Linked DNA regions of Macaca mulatta: region 2 is linked to region 1. Evidence: chromatin contacts called from public Hi-C data. All regions are on one chromosome and are shown on one strand. The core of a region is the stretch at or near the end of the contact, and the rest is flanking DNA. Distances in the headings are between cores, read along the strand shown. Region 1 holds the start of PEX16 (peroxisomal biogenesis factor 16). Region 2 holds the start of CRY2 (cryptochrome circadian regulator 2).

What was found. Hi-C and Micro-C count contacts between places; a contact is called where the count stands out from the background.
Region 2: a contact with region 1 is called in a Hi-C map of fetal cortex germinal zone, with 3 times the contacts expected there. The contact joins the promoter of CRY2 here to the promoter of PEX16 in region 1. A contact is called at or near these places in 3 of 14 Hi-C or Micro-C datasets (CD4 T cells, cortical neurons and fetal cortex germinal zone).

Annotation. Positions count from the first base shown.
Region 1 is chr14:19,698,450-19,701,530 of T2T-MMU8v2.0, reverse strand. PEX16 (peroxisomal biogenesis factor 16) reads right to left here and starts at 1,530. Exons shown (of 11, transcript XR_013403907.1): 1 at 1,108-1,530; 2 at 866-901. It overlaps LARGE2 (LARGE xylosyl- and glucuronyltransferase 2), which reads left to right and starts at 1,564. Exons shown (of 16, transcript XM_077963015.1): 1 at 1,564-1,813.
Region 2 is chr14:19,772,419-19,775,371 of T2T-MMU8v2.0, reverse strand. It overlaps CRY2 (cryptochrome circadian regulator 2), which reads left to right and starts at 1,648. Exons shown (of 12, transcript XM_077963023.1): 1 at 1,648-1,798.

The DNA.
Region 1 (3,081 bases), core at 281-2,780:
CCGTCTCGGCCTCCCAAAGTGCTGGGATTACAGGCTTGAGCCACCGCGCCCGGCCCACTTTTCCTTTTTCTTTCTTTTTTTTTTTTTTTTTTGAGTCAGAGTTTTGCTCTTGTTGCTCAGGCTGGAGTGCAATGGCACGATCTCGGCTCACTGCAACCTCTGCCTCCTGGGTTCAAGCGATTCTCCTGCCTCAGCCTCTCAAGTAGCTGGGACTACAGGCACCTGCCACCATGCCCAGCTAATTTTTGTATTTTTAGTAGAGACGGTGTTTCACCATGTTGGCCAGGCTGGTCTCAAACTCCTGACCTCAGGCGATCCACCCGCCTCTGCCTCCCAAAGTGGCTGGGATTACAGGCGTGAGCCACTGCACCTGGCCTCACCTCTGCTTTTCAAAACCCACTTCATTCTTTCAGGACTGTGACAGCAGTCACTGGACAAACACTCTTGAGGTAGTTACCATCTGCAAATCCTGGAATCTGGGAGATCTAGACTCGAATCTTTGTTCTGGGACCATCAGTAAGTGTTCTCTAACCTCACTGAACTTCTTCCTTAAATGGACAGTGAGGACAATAACAGTTCCACTTAATATGACTGTAGGGAGGATTAACAAGTAAAGGTAAGAAAGGTACTTAGCCCAGCTCCTGGCCAGTAGTGAATACTCAGATAAGGTCCCCAGGCTGTCTCTTGACTTAGGGACATGGAAGGCCCAGGACAGTGAACAACAGACCTTGTTCCGATTCAGTCATAGCACAAGGAGTCTAACGGGCAGTCCAGGACCTCGGGTTGGGGTGTTCACCCGCTCTGGGGAACTCACCTGGGGCCAGGCAGCCGATCCCCCATCCCCCACCCCCAGAGCCCGGCTCACCCAGCTCTGACAGCTCGTGCGAATCGGCGAATCGACCTGGGGAGAGGGTACAGAGGGAGGTGTGAGTGAGCATCTGCCTTACATTTAGTCTTCAGGTCCCGGACGTCCCCTCCCTACGCCCTTTGGGAACCTGGATGGGTCTTCTCAAGCACAGCGATCACTACCCTGACTCCGCAGGGAAGGGGGCCACTGGGGTCATAGGTCAGGGCCCAGAAGGAACGGATCAAAGGTCAAGGTGGCACCTGCCAGCAGGTAACTGAGGCCCCGCACTGCCGTCTCCAGCTGGGCCGTGGCGGCCGGGTGACGAGTCACGTACTCCTGGTAGCGGAGGCCCAGGAGCCGCAGCTTCTCCATCCTGCCCTCGGCACCAACAGATCCACGGAAGGACCGTACGCCAGGCTGCGGCGCCCTGCTTCCTGCGCCCTCCTTCCTGCTTCCGGTCTTAGGCCCACCTCTCGGTTGCTTAACTTCCGCGGGCCAGAAGGCTGGTGACTTGAAGAGCCGGTGAACCACCCTTCACCCCATCTCTTGAACCACTTCCCACTCGGGTAGCGCTTAGCAACTGAGGGCCCAAACCCGGCCCCCTACTCCCTCAAGTCATTGGTTAACACGCTCACCGCCCCTGACCCGCCCAGTGTGATCGGCACCCAGCTCTTCCGTTTACTGGGTTGGCTGCCTTTGCGCCTGCGCAGTTAACACTCCGGGAAAGCTGGGCGGCAGTCAGAGCAGTTCATTCTAGAGAAGGGAGCTGGAGCGCCGAGTCTTTCCAATGGAACGCCGAGAGACTCGAACGGCAGGGCCGGACTTTAAAGGGCTGGGAGATAGCGGGTTCTTGAAAAAAGGAGCCTCGATCAGATTCGGAGAGATGCGGGCGTCTAAATGCAGTCGGACTGTGTCTCAGAAGGCGCGCGTTCGGCCAGTATCCCCATCTCCGTTTCCTCAACAAAGGTAGTGCTGGGGAAACTGAGGCAGTAAGGAGTCCAGCCCCCTAGTGCCGTCTGGATCCCCTAGACAGCACAGTTAGTGCTGGGTTTCGGCCCCAGCTCCCGTATGCACTGTGCCCCCCAAGGGCGCGCGCCTGCATTCCCACATACGCGAAGAAAGCCCTGGCCCGGGCTTCTCTCGGCTAGGGGGCCCTTGGGCGGGAGTGTCCCTTCTCTGGGTCTCGGATTTCCCGATCTGTAAAATGGTTTGAGGGCAGACTTGATCCTTGAACTCAGAATCGATCTCAGCTTTTCGGCCCTCGGACGCACCTCGCAGTCCTCAGCTGCGCCCCAAGGGAGGGGGCGACTCCTGCGGAATACCTTCCCAAACCAAGCAGCCTCCCTGGAACGGGTGGCATCGGGAGAGCTGCGGCGAGTGGTGGAGGGGACGGGCGCTCTGGGGGGGCAGCCGCTGATTGGCTGCGGGAAAAGGGGCGTGGCAAGGGTGAAGCAGTGGGCCAGCGGATTTATGGTACCCTGGGAATAGTAATAGTAATGCTTTTTTTTTGTTTGTTTTGTTTTTTTTTTTGAGACGGAGTCTCGCTCTGTCGCCCAGGCTGGAGTGCAGTGGCCGGATCTCAGCTCACTGCAAGCTCCGCCTCCCGGGTTTACGCCATTCTCCTGCCTCAGCCTCCCGTGTAGCTGGACTACAGGGGCCCGCCACCTCGCCCGGCTAGTTTTTTTTTGTATTTTTAGTAGAGACGGGATTTCACCGTGTTAGCCAGGATGGTCTCGATCTGCTGACCTCGTGATCCGCCCGTCTCGGCCTCCCAAAGTGCTGGGATTATAGGCTTGAGCCACCGCGCCCGGCAGTAATGCATTATTTTATCTAATCCTCTCCACCAGATATCACCAGATGAAGAAAGCATCCGTTTAAGAACGCCCAGCCAAAATCTGAGTGCTGGTCTTTTCTGACCTCAGAGACTAGGCGGTTTCTTTTTATTCTTTTTTTTTTTTTTAACTTTAATTTTCTTTTTAGAGACCAGGTCTAAGCATTACACCTCACCAGGAAACCACAGCCTTCCTTCCACTGCCTCACCCCACCCTACTCCATAGCTTAGTTTTCTTCTCTATCGGGGGGGGATTAGAGCTGCCCTCTACTCACATCAAAGAACGACGACGCAGGGAAAGGTGACCAGGGAGGAGGTGGTCATGGGCATTGTCGACATCATTTCTGGCCACCCTCTGGGTGCCAGGCTTGCTTACCCTCCTCCCAGCAACCCCAAGTTGCCA
Region 2 (2,953 bases), core at 399-2,898, 74 kb before region 1:
AGAGTACCAGCTGGGAAGACACTGATAAGTAAGACAAGCACAGTCCCGGGCTCACAGAATACAGATACAGCATTACGGGAATTTAGAGGAGTAAAAGGGAAGAGGACTCATCTCTGAGGTTGTTTAAGGGAGAAACACCTCCTTACACTCTGTTCCATTCCTAGCAAAGCACCAACCTTGTGGAGAGAAGAGGGGATAGGAGAGGGGGAACACAAAACCTTAAAATAAAAGTAATGAAAGGTGGCATCGATTTATTCAGCAAGCATTTGGAAAGGAAATTCAAAAATAAGGACAGGGCCAGGTAAGGGGACTAGGATAAGCCTCTAAGAGCCTGCCAATATGAGACTCTAGTGCAATTTTTACTCAAATAATCCTTGAGCGTTAGGTGCCAAGCACTGAGCTAGACTTTGGACATACAACTGTAAATAAGCCACAGCCCCTGCTCTCCAGGAGTTTATACTTTAATGGGGCATTAAGACATTTAAGCAAGAAATTCCAGTATTGTGTGCCAAGACAAGTGACCACAAAGAAGCACAGAATGAGACGGGGCACTATTCAGGTTGGGATCAGACAGCAAGAAGGTGACATCTACACTGAACAATGATACAGAGCAAACTGGAGTTAGAAACAAAGAAGGAAGAGGGAGTGTGATCTAGACTGCGGGAACAGCTTGTGAAAAGCCCTGGAAATGGCAGAGAATGCCTAGGATTGCAGTGACACTGGTTTAGAGAGTGGTGCCAATTAATGCCACTAAATTGCAGACTAAATTGCTAAATGCTTTCATCACACTGTCCCAGGTCCAGGAAGGGTTCCAAGCATGGGCTCAACCTAGGGCCAAGTTGAAACAGACTGTTCTCCACCTGATAACCCCAAAGCTGCAGCTTGACTAAGCCATCTTAGCCTTCCCCAACACCTTGTTGCTGGTGTTTATAGCTTCTCTTGCCATTTAGTCAGTCAATCAGCAAGCTCTATGCTAGACGCCAGAGGAATAAGAGGGTTCCACCTGGCGTCCCAGAAGAATGGGGACAGTGTCCCCCACATCTCTGAACCCCACCCGGAATCCAGTACAGTGCTTTGCACACAATAGTACCACTGGATCTACTAAACAGACTAAAAGAAAATAAATTCATCTGATGGCATAATTACGAGCTCAAGTCCTCCACATTCCCAGTCCCTACTCCCAAATCCTCTAATGCTGCGTATCAGGGCACTCCTTCTCCATCCTTGGACTCTGCCACTTGGAATTACCAAGGATCTTCGCACAAAGAGAAGTATAGCTTCGTGGATAAAAGCAGAAGTTTCAAAATCAGAATAATCTGGGTGAAATCCCTCTTAGTAGCTTTATGATACTGAGCAAGTCGCTCAACCTGCGGCACCCTCCATTTTCTTCATCTGTAAAACAAAAATAACAGCAGCTCTTCCACTGGTGTTCGTTAAATGAATGTAACTGGGCTGAGTTCAGAATAGTAAATGAGACCGACTATGTAAGGAGATGATCATGTCTCTTGCCATATAAAGTGCACTTAATAAATGGCAGTTGTAGTAGAATGATGTAGATGATGCTGGTGACGATGTTGGTGATAATAGGAAGGTCAGTTGTCAGTTTTGCAAGTCTCTGACTGTAGTCACAGCAACCCCTACCAGCCCAGGCAGCTTCTTCTAGAAGCAGGCCCTGAACAGGACATGTGTAAGAGATCCGCTGTACCTCGAGACTCGGCCCACTCCCGGCCCTCCGCGGACTGTGCCAGCCTGCGTCACTTGTCCGCCTGCCAGCTCCACCCAGGCGGACCCACACATGGTAGGAACGTGAGGGGGCGGGGCCTGTTCTGGCGTCTCTGGGCCAATCGCCGGGCGGGAGGCACTCAGCCAATGGCACAGGAGCTCTAAGGCCCTGGGGGCGGGGACGAAGGGAGGAGCTGCGGCGTCATAGGTCACTGGGCGGTCTGTGGGCGGGGTCCGCGTCGCCTACCGGGGCGGAGCGGGGGTGGCCGGAGCAGTCTGGACAGTCATGGCGGCGACTGTGGCGACGGCGGCAGCTGTGGCCCCGGCGCCAGCGCCCGGCACGGACGGCGCCTCTTCAGTGCACTGGTTCCGCAAAGGGCTGCGGCTCCACGACAACCCGGCGCTGCTGGCGGCCGTGCGCGGGGCGCGCTGCGTGCGCTGCGTTTACATTCTCGACCCGTGGTTCGCGGCCTCCTCCTCAGTCGGGATCAACCGATGGAGGTGAGGGGACCCGGGGCGGGGTGGCGGGGACGCAGCCAGGACCCTGACCCTGGGGTGACCGGCGAACAGCACGATTCTCTCAACCTCTCCACGGCTGGGAGGCCGTGGAGAAGCCGAGACCGGGGAAGTAATTCGTCATGGTCCTAACGCGCCGGTGGGCCAGGGCTCAGCCTCTGACAAAGCGCGTTCGCACTGTTACCCCTCTGAGCCTCACAACTGCCTGTGGAACGGAGATCATGATCCCCGTTGTACAGATGAGACCCTTGGGTCCTGGAGACCCAAAGTCGACCTGTCCAAGGACTTGCAGCCAGTGAGTGGCGGAACAGGGGCTCCTGGTCTAGGGCTCTTATGGTCTACTCAGGGAGGGGCAGAAGGGAGATACTGTGGTGTGAGGGCGGGACGGGTTTTTGCTCGCATTCTTCAAGTAAAGAGCCCATTGCTGGGCTCGGGGAGATCATTCCTAAGCCTCTGGCTTGTTTGAATCCGCCCTACCACCCATCCTGGCTTCCCTGCGCCCAGACCGTCCTGCCTCTAGGGGTGTCAGGTGACCCTGGCTTAGCATTAAATAAAGTCTTCTCCCCTATGTTATAAATAAAGAAGCCAAAGGTGTCTTCAGGTGGAATCGCGTTGTGTTCAAAGCTCCAGAGAATCCAGGGGATTCTCCAAAATGGTTTAAGCCCTGCTCTGGAGCTTTGACCTCGATAAAAAAAAATTTAAAAGGATCCAAAGT